Linked DNA regions of Xenopus tropicalis: region 1 is linked to region 2. The links are chromatin contacts, called in public Hi-C maps. All regions are on one chromosome and are shown on one strand. Each heading gives the region's core, a stretch centred on a gene start, on an enhancer-like site or on the middle of the called end of the contact. The rest is flanking DNA. Distances are from core to core; before and after follow the strand shown.

Region 1 (5,487 bases), core at 1,026-3,525, 47 kb before region 2:
CTAAGAACCCATGGAGCAGTTACTCGCCCACGTTAGCAGAGATCTAAGAACCCATGGAGCAGTTACTCGCCCACAATAGCAGAGATCTAAGAACCCACGGAGCAGCTACTCGCCCACGTTAGCAGAAATTTAAGAACCCACAGAGCAGTTACTCGCCCACGTTAGCAGAGATCTAAGAACCCATGGAGCAGTTACTCGCCCACGTTAGCAGAAATCTAAGAACCCATGGAGCAGTTACTCGCCCACGTTAGCAGAAATCTAAGAACCCCCGGAGCAGTTATTTTAGTAGAGATCTATCACGGGCGAGTAACTCGCTCTGTGGGTTCTTACCCCATATTTGATTAAAATGGAGTCTATGAGAGTTGGCCTTTCCATAATTTGGAGCTTTCTGCATAACGGATCCCAAACCTGTATAATTAATTATGCGTAAGTGTTTATTGCTTTTTTTGCCTAAGTAAAACCAGGGTTGCCACCTGGCTGATAATTTACTGGGCTGGCTGTTAAAAAGGATGCTTGATCCCTATGTAATAAATAGGGAAAAAGATAAAAATATAGGAATGCCTTGAAAAGGTAAACTTCTCAATAAGCCTTAGAAAGCTACCAATTCTGCTGTTCGTTAGAGGGCAGTGAATACCCTATATATTCGAGTATAAGTCGATCCGAATATAAGCCGAGGTACCTAATTTTACCTAAGAAAACTGGAAAAACGTATTGACTCGAGTATAAGCCTATAGGGTGGGAAATGCAGCAGCTACTGCTAAGTTTCAATAATCAAAATACCAATAAAATAACATTAATTGAGGTATCAGTGGGGTATATGTTTTTTAATATTTATTTCAAACAAAAACAGTAAACTAGCTCTGTAAGTGGAGAAGAGGGTCAACAAAAACAATATGGTATCAACAATGATACCTTAAGTGTACTACCCCCTTCACTCAATCAGCAACCCAGCTAAAACACAAAGAGTTAAAATCCTTCAAAACTATATATAGTTTCTATATAATATAAAGTGCAATGTCTAGTGCAGAATGTGCCTAGGACAGGTGAGGATGACAGATTAAGATGAATTTGGGAACGGGCCAAGGCACTGGAGGGTCTGGTTGCAGGTGGCCTAATTTGCACACAAAGGACAGAGGGTGCTAGTCTGGAGGGACCCATGGCACCCGACTCGAGTATAAGCCGAGGGTGACTTTTTCAGCACATTTTGGGTGCTGAAAAACTAGGCTTATACTCGAGTATATACAGTAATTACAGTTGATGGATTATATTACATATCTCACAGGCTATGGCTTCCCTCACTCATACAAATACACACGTATGTGCAAAGAGAAGAGCAAACTATACTAACAATGGAATACTTCAATGCAAAATTCTGCTTGTTAATCATACTGAAATATAATATATAGTATAAATAAGTAATATATAGTATAAATAAGTAATATATAGTATAAATAAGTATAATAGTATAATAGTATAATTGATATGAATGGAGCAATCTCTGTAAGGGCACTGCATAAGACTTGTATCAATTTCTAATAAAATTTGTATTCAACTTCAAATAAAATCTGAATTTATATCCTTCTATTTATATATATAAATGTTTATAATTTTTAATGACTCTAGAATTAAATTTTATAAGTATAAAACATATTTGCTCGTTGTTGTGTAATTGTTGTGTGATTTTAATCTGTGTTATTTTCCCATCGTTGTAGGTTCATGTTAGCTGGGTTTTTTTGTTTTTTTTTACAATTATTTGCCTTGAGGTGTCACTTGCGCAAACACTTCACAATTCTAATTTTTTTGTCTCCCAAGTGGCACTAAAGCTTTAATGGCAGACTACACCCTTCCATAAATAAAGGCTCAAAATAATTAGCATAGAGGATCCATTTCAAAACGCAGCCGACTTTATGGAGCCTTCCCTCGTTCAATTAGAGCACTTGAAGTATTTACCCGCAGACTGTTGTGCTTTACAACTCTGGAAAGTAACAATGTTAGCAATGCTGTAAATGGTGGGAGTGAAAGAGACTTCAAAGGCGAAACATTTCCAGGTAATTGCTTCTAATTATCATGTTTAGTGACAGTGATGTTCTGTCTCTTGACATACTGATTGTATCTCCTGATATCACTTGTGGAAATTATCCTGTGCTTAATTGATTACACCTCCTTTACCTTGATAGCCAGCTTAAAATGATTCATAATGCACAAAAAGGCACAATAAACAGACCAGGTCTTTAATTAAAGGGAACCCGAGGTTATCTAGGAGCCCACACTGGCTAGCCTTTCAAGTGCAGGCCCTGTATGGCCTGGGATTTACGTGCACATTCTGAAGTCTCCACCTCTCCCAGGAGCAAACATCAAAGAATTTTATGCAACTGATTGCGAGGAACATGTCAAACAGTTACTGATTAAAAGCATGTGATGTTCTTCAGGTCCTACAGACGTATGTGGACCCCAAAGGGTACAGATAAGCCCCATATCTTATAATGGAGTCAGAAGGACGTTTATAATGAGACCCGGCTGTTGTGATCCTATCACATTGATGGCTCTGGTTGACCTCTGTTTGCCCATGACTTGTAAGGGCTCTGGCATATGAGGAAATTTGTTGCCTGCGTTTTTTCCCCCCGGCGTTTTGGCGACAAGTCGCCACGACAATACCCACGAAGAGATTTCATGCCAGTTGAGCTCCAGGCGATCTGCTACCCATGGTTACCCCTCCCACATGTTTACTCAAGTCGCTCAGAAAAGGGTCTGTGTGCGATTTGAAACAGCAGGCGATTTCCATTGGTTTAGCATTGGCGTCTTGTCGCTCGTCTTGTCGCCAAATCACTCTTTTAAAAATCACCAGCGACAAATTTCCTCCTGTGCCAGAGCTCTAAAGAGAAAGCCACGCTTCCATGTTCCAGGTAGGTATAGCCTGGCATTGCTATCATTTATGACATCCTAGTTATACTCACAGTGCACAACCAGCCATTTGCTTGTCTTAAATTGAGTCATTGCCAGTTGCTGGTAAGACATATTAACCTGACATCTTGCCAGAGGCAGATGGCACTAGAAAATTGTGGGTATGGTTGAGAGTGTCAGTAGGCACTGGCTTGCATATTTATCCACGATGGGAGCTACAACTATGATAGTAGTCAGGGCTGCCATTAGGGAGAATGGAGGAACTGCAGTCAAGGGTCCTACGTCCTAAAAGAGAGATTCAAGGGTTATGAAGGGACAGGGCCCAAAACCTTTGAGCAAAGCAAGGTTTTAGCATATTGGTCCATGACTGGACATGGTCATGTGTATGTGGTCTTTTTTCATTAGGACCCAATTTTACTGGTTGGCCAGGCTTATGTCTCTAATGAGCTAATGACTGGGGACCCCTGCGGTAGTATGGGGCCCTGGGTTTCGTGAGAGTGACCATGTTAGTAGTGGTTAAATGCAGGGGAAAAGCTGCAATTTGCCAAAGCAAGCTTTAGCCAGACAGGGTCAGTGCCAATGCAGGGGCACTGCCAAAAAATTCACATGAAGTCTTCTTATTGTACATTATCCAAAAGCACAAATCGAAAATCTACATGCCAATGAGTCCCAAGGACTAAACCAAACTTTTGAAACTAGTTTTCCTACTTTAGGATTGAGTCTTCTGATTGCGTATATCCCCTATGCCTTTTGTTGGTTGGAGCAATGCCATTATATGATTATTCTACATAACAGCAACAAATGTAGTCCAATTGACTTGAGACATGAGGAGAGGGTAACGGCAGAGATGGTACAGTTTCTGTTGGTTTGTAAAGTGATGGTAAGTGCATAGTAAGAGGTGAATACCAGTGGTAAGTGAGTGTGTGAGCAAAGAGTAGGGGGTAATCAAGTTTAGGAGGGCTTAGATTATAGGTTTGAATGAAAAGGTGAGTTTTAAGTGACCGTTTGAAAGCCTGGATGTGAGAGTGAGAGAAAGTGATGAGGGAGAAGGAGAGGAGGAGGTTGTGTGCAGACCGAAGGTTATGTCTGGGGGTGTACTTGGGGATTAGGGTGGTTATATATAGTGGTGAGGCACCAAAAAGTGCTTTGTAGGTAAGTACAAGAACCTTCAATTGAATCCTGTATATGACAGGCAGCCAGTGCAGGAACTGGCAGAGAGGGGCAGAGAGGTGTAATGTTTGTTTGAATTTCAGGAATGAATGAGAGGGAATGAAAACTTGTGGAACTAGTAATATTATTATTTTCCACTCTAAGGGGCGGGACAGATGGGGAGATTAGTCGCCACAACAAATCTCCCTTTTCATGGGCGACTAATCTCCCCGATATGCCATCCCACCGGCAAAAATGTAAATCTCCGGTGGGATGGTAGACGTGATGACGCGATCGCCGAAGTTGCCTCGAGAGACGCACCCTGTATGCCATCCCACCGCCGATTTACATTTTTGCTGGTGGGATGGCATATTGGGGAGATTAATCGCCAGCGAAAAGGGAGATTTGTCGCGCAGTGACTAATCTCCTCGTGTGCCACGGCCCTAAGGGTGAAGACACACAGAGCTACTAGTAGCAGCTACTTGTCATGGCTACAAAATAGACAATGCTGATCATTTACTGATAGTTGTCTCTATAGCTGGCCATACACGTGGCGATCTGACGATGTTTCGTGCGACCATCGGTCGCATGAAACATCGTCAGATCCGCCACACACCATTCAGGGCTGAATCGGCAGGTAAGGAGGTAGAAACAATAGGATTTCTACCTCCTTCTGCCGATTCAGCGCTGAAGGGAGATTTTGGTCAGGCGCCTTCTATGGCGCCCGATCAAAATTTTCAAACTGGTCCGATCGGCGAGTCGGCCGATATCAGCAGCTTCTTGCTATATCGGTCGGCTCGCCGACATACCATACACACACCGAATATCGTACGAAACAAGGTTTCGTACGATATTATCGGTGCGTGTATGGCCACCTTAAGTGTGTTTTAGCAGAGGCAATTCTCAGTATTGTCTATGGCAGTGGATTTTCTGGCGTGAAAAAGTAGCTGCTACTAGTAGCTCAATGTGTCTAAACCCTAGCAGTAATATCGGGCAGGGAAACAAAGATAGAATGTGGGAAGATGACCAGTTCACTTTTGTCCATGTTGATTTTGAGGCAATGAGAGGACGTAAATGCTGAAATTGCTGTGAGACAGTTGGTGTCACAAACTAAGAGCGAGGGCGGGTCTGGAGAAGAGAGGAAGATTTGAGTATCATTTGCATATAAATTATATTGAAACCCAAATGAGCCGATTAGCTGACCAAGACCAGTGGTATAGATTAAAAATAGAAGAGGTCCAAGAACGGAGCCTTGAGGTACCCCAACTGAAAGAGAGAGTGGAGAGGAGGTGGAGGCTGTATAGGAGAAACTGAAGGATCGATTAGAAGGATAGGAAGAGACCAAGATCCCCAGGGAGGATAGAATACAGAGCAAGAGAGAATGATCAACAGTGTCAAAAACTGCAGAAAGGTCAAGCAGGATTAATAGAGAATAGT
Region 2 (5,410 bases), core at 1,849-4,348:
GTTTATTGTCTAAAACGTCCCCTCTCCTTCTACGAATCGTTTTCTTCCCCTCTCTGAATTATTTTTAGTATTACTATTATTATTGTTGTAATGAATACGCATTGTAATTAAAAACAATACATTTTTAATTATGGTTAAAGCTTTACAAGGGAATAGGGAATTATTCTGTAATAGAAATGGAGACTGCAAATAAAGATTTCGCAATAATATCCAAATAACTGAACACACTTTATTTTTCACTTTGCTTGAGAATAATACAGTTAGTCTTTCCCAGCCAATGGCAGTTTGGGTGCCTATGGGACAAACTGTAGTGAAGTTATTCTGTACCAGTGAATAAAGCCAATCAGCACATTACAGTCAGTTGGTTCTACTAATCTCTACATTCTCACTGCACTGGTACCAATCTGCCCATAATTAGTAGTAGTATTAGTACTAGTAGTAGTAGTGGTGTTATTTGGGGTTATTTGGGTTTATTTAAAAAGAGTATTTTCTCACTTGTTACAGATAAAGTTAATCGAATTATTATTAGTATTATTACTATATAATGATATCAATATATAAATTCGAATTAATGTCGACTGGGCCTTATCATATACACATTTCTGCTTGAAAATGCACCAGATCTCACACAGATCCCTGTACATATAAATATAGTGATTATTTTAGATACATTCGAATATATTGTGTTCAACTGGATGTCAGTTTTATGATCGTTTTGCCTTTCTTTCTTTATCTTTATTATTAAGAAAAACTAACAGCTTTAGCTCAGTCCTTTATCCACATTTTAAGCCATTGGTATCATTTACCGTAATTTAGATTGATATTATTTGCTATGGAAATAACTAGCGCAAAGATCGAATTATTTCACATTCCCACTATTCAGGGGCTGCCTATTCTAATAATTGTGTGATATGATAATTGATTGGGGGTTCAGTGGAAGGGAGATAATAATAATAATGACACCCCCAACAAAACAAAGGACTAGGGAAGCTCTAGAGTCCAGAAAGGTCGAATGAAGATCAGGATACAAATCAGTCAAAGTAATAAAAAAATGGCCCATAGTTGCAGTGTTAAAACCATATTCTATAAGTGTTATTAACAATGTAAATTACAATGACAGGTACCTGCAATGCATTATGGGTGAAACACTGTAGTATGGGTACTACAGTAGTAGCAAAAAAGTTTATTTATATATAAAGCCATATGTATGTGCGATAATTCAGTATTTATTAAACACATTTCTTTCTGTATAAACCAGGGCCGCATTACTTTTTGGTGTTGATATTGTTCCAAGTACAGCGGAGAGACTGAAATCACTTTTGGAGGTAATTTCCTCCATATCAGAAAATAAATAAACAGGGAATTATTGTCCCAGAGATCATTTACAATTGAAGTGTTGAACAAGGGGTTATTTTTAGCAGTCTTTATTTAGGCTTATTTTGTAATTATATTATTTATTCTCAAATAATCTACATACTCAGTTAGTAATTATCTGTTTTCTCCGTGTCATAAGCCTCTGGCTGCACAACATGAAGTCTACTGGTTTTATCCGTATGAGCCAAGGAACTCATAGATACCCCTGATAGATAGTTGTACAGATAAACATGAATTCGTTCATACACCCCTTCATAACCTGGCAAAAAGAACACCCTGAGCAAAACAACTCAGAAATAGAGACAGATGGATAGATAGATAGATAGATAGATAGATAGATAGATGATAGATAGATGATAGATAGATAGATAGATAGATAGATAGATAGATAGATAGATTGATGATAGATAGATAGATAGATAGATAGACAGATAAATAGATTGATAGATAGATAGATAGATAATAGATAGATAGATAGATAGATAGATAGATGATAGATAGATAGATAGATAGATAGATAGATTGATGATAGATAGATAGATAGATAGATAGATAGATAGATAGATAGATAGATAGACAGATAAATAGATTGATAGATAGATAGATAGATAATAGATAGATAGATAGATAGATAGATAGATAGATAGATAGATAGATTGATGATAGATAGATAGATAGATAGATAGATAGATAGATAGACAGATAAATAGATTGATAGATAGATAGATAGATAATAGATAGATAGATAGATAGATGATAGATAGATAGATAGATAGATAGATAGATAGATAGATAGATATAGATCATAGTTGTGCAAATGCTTTACAGATATATATTAATATATATATATATAAAGACAGACAAACAAACGATAGAGGATTTTTTTTTAGAAGAGATAGAGATAAATGCAGATAGATGGACTATTGATAGATTAAAAGAATAAATATATGTAGGGAGAGAGAGTGTGTGGAAACAATATAGAGAGAGGCAGAGAGATGTAATTAAACCAAAGACAGGACAAAATGGAAAGATAAAATATAATTTAGGGTGACCAGATCACTTCTGATCACTTGGAAATTTCAGGGACAAGTCTAGAAACTCCAGCCAGCAGGGCTAAAGCGCAGTTTAATTTAAATGCAAACAGGGCTGCCCTGCAACATGTGTTTATTAGACGGGTCCCTGTATTTCCAAGTGATCCGGTCACCCTAGTATAATTATATGTGATAACAAGTTAGTGGGGGCACTCACATAACCTCATGGAATAATGAGAATGAGTGCAAAAGTATAAACGTGAAATAAATGGAATTAGCACGAATACATTACTCAGAGTTATGTATGTACATGTATTTATAGAGAGACGAGACCAGGGATAGGGAGATTAAACAGAGAGAGAGTGGGCTGGGGGATTGGGATGGGGGAGATGAAACATATTGCAGAGTGTCGCAATCTGATGGTTTATATTGTGACTTTTTTTATCGAACTTATAATTAGTAAAAGCTAATGCGCAACTTTGCGCCGTGACATTGACTCTGCAACTGCATCAGATTCGATTTTCAGTGAAGCTTTTGTGATTGTATGAAAGCGGTGAGAGCTTGTGTCAGATCAGTGTTACCATAACACACACAGCCATTCACACTCACATGTTCCACTTATATAACAGAGAGCTCAGTGATTCCCCCGCTGCACTGGGAGCTTCCACTCATCCACAGGGAACTTCCATTCACTCACCCCCTGCCTGCAGCCCGGGGGGCAATATCCCTCCAGTGTATCCCACCAGCCCGACTCTGCCTGCAGCCCGGGGGGCAATATCCCTCCAGTCAATCCCACCAGCCCGACTCTGCCTGCAAGGTGAGTCCCTTCCCTTTATGTTCTGTCACTTTTATTCTTACCTGTTCCTGTACCTGGGGAGAATTCATCCCCCATTCATTCATCCACCCCCCCCCCCATTCATCCCATTCCCCCCATTCATCCCATTCCCCCCATTCATCCCTTTCCCTTCCATCTCACCTCTCCTTACCTGCTCCCCAGGAAGCCTCTGCGCCTTTGATGTGCTTGTTGGCGATTCACTTGGGCACAAAGCTCTCCCCTAACTGGGAAATGAGCTGAGGAACAGCCTGTATTGTGGCCATCTGATAGCTGGAGATAATGCACAAAGCAGCTCCATAAATCTGCCTTATATGCGCTATGGGGAATTAGTTTTGCGCTGCACATTGGTGCCCTGTCATAGGGAGATACACTGTTTGTGTTCAAAGGGAAAATCGCCACATATCATTTTTTTCAGGGATGTATTACCTGAAAACGAACAGAACGAAATGCTTATCCCCCCCTTTAATACGTTTTAGTATATTTCTAGAGGATTCAATTTTCTTAACTATTCCATTATATTTTTTTTCGAATTTTACTAAAAAGCAAAGTATAAAGAACCCCAAATCTGTCAAAATTATGACACTTTTCTGTTTTCTTTATTAGCTCATTAAATGTCATTATCGTGTCAGTAATCCCTTGACCTGTGTTCTAGTGAGAGACATTTGACACGACGAATGTGGAATTCCCACAAATTGTCCTATTTGCAGCGTCATTCACTGGCGAAAATTACTAACCATGCACTTTAATTGCCTCTCAGTTGCACTTTGTGTAAACTGGGAGAAAAAAAAAATCTGCACTTGTATTATAATTAATAACGTGTATTTTTTAATTCCCATAACGATAGGGAATACATAACAGACTTAAAATCGTTAATTAGATTTTGTAATAAATCATCGGGCAATTGTAAAGCGCCGTTGACATTTTTAGCGCTTTGAGTGAAATGGAACATAAAAAGCTTGTTAAATGCGGTTAATATTTTATAATGATTAATAAAGGCTGGGAAAGAATCAGTGATAAATATTTATGGGCAAAATGTAAGTTTAATTCATGAACATATCATATGTTGGCCAAGAATATTATAATTCGTGGAAACACAACAATTCGTTTACAAAGACTGCAAACATATACACGATTGATTTTTACATAATTTAATTGATTTTGTAATAAATACATACACACGGATACAAAAATAAATATGAGAAATACGAAATGCATGTTTAACATATAAACAAAATATATTTACCCTGCCATCGATTGTACAAATAATGCAATATTTGTGATTCAAACGTTACCCTATAGTTTTCTTTTTATTGATTTCGTTTTTTTTCGTTTGTCGAATTTCGTTTAAGACACTGAAATAACTTTATTCCCAGAGTAGCTGATCCTGTATCCGCGTCAATTCTCTTCTTATTCTCCCAAGGTAATCGGTAAGTAAAAGGCACCGTACAGAACTGTCCGTGGGTAGGAATCAGTTTGTAGCCAAGGGCGCCACCCAGTGGCGGTGAACGAGTCAGTGCAGTTAGCGTATTACCAACATTTTGTTAGCCTGATGGGAATCTATTCTTCTGTTTCTTTAACGGTTTATTTGAAGGCGTTTCACCAAAACCTCTGTTTTTATTTCCTAGAATTATTTCCCTCTAGAATATAATGAAAAGTTCGGAGTTCATGTAGGCGATTTGGGTTCAGTTACACCTCTCCAGTTACTTTAGCCTTGTGTTTGGGATTATTGTGCTGCTGAAAGAGGAATTTACTTTCTCCCATGATTGAGTTTTTTTAGTAGCCTGATTATTTTGCAGTATTTTCCCTGTATTTGGCACTATCCATTCTTCCTGCCCAGTACCTGCTGATTCAAAGCAGCCCAATAGCAGAGTAGACCAATAGCTGCCCAGAGCTGGCCCAAGTGGCAATGGCACTAAAGGTGATAAATATTACTTGTTCCAGTGCCACAAACACTGCCATTAACACCCATTGGCCCTGCTTGCACTAAACCTTGCCCCCCTGGCTGCTAAATCCACACCCCACAATCACCCCAAGGTCTGCAACCCCCACTCCCACCGCTCTCTCCCTCCTGCCACTCTCCCCCCCTCCAATTTGCACCCCTCCTAATTGCAACCATGGCAACTGCCTCTTCTGCCTCCCCCTAGTTCTGACCCTGCCACCTATACATGCA

What was found. A called contact is a pair of places that touch in the nucleus more often than the background predicts.
Region 1: a contact with region 2 is called in a Hi-C map of neurula embryo, with 2.7 times the contacts expected there. The contact joins two enhancer-like sites. A contact is called at or near these places in 3 of 5 Hi-C or Micro-C datasets (gastrula embryo, neurula embryo and tailbud embryo).

Annotation. Positions count from the first base shown.
Region 1 is chr1:26,003,924-26,009,410 of UCB_Xtro_10.0, reverse strand. No RefSeq gene overlaps it. Among named protein-coding and RNA genes, the nearest start is that of msx1, 34 kb to the right of the region's middle. Within about 2 kb of position 2,275, at least 1 of the 11 cell types and tissues checked has an H3K27ac peak or open chromatin away from gene starts, as enhancers often do. A contact at or near this core is called in neurula embryo, where this site is marked.
Region 2 is chr1:25,958,034-25,963,443 of UCB_Xtro_10.0, reverse strand. No RefSeq gene overlaps it. Among named protein-coding and RNA genes, the nearest start is that of msx1, 12 kb to the left of the region's middle. Within about 2 kb of position 3,098, at least 1 of the 11 cell types and tissues checked has an H3K27ac peak or open chromatin away from gene starts, as enhancers often do. A contact at or near this core is called in neurula embryo, where this site is marked.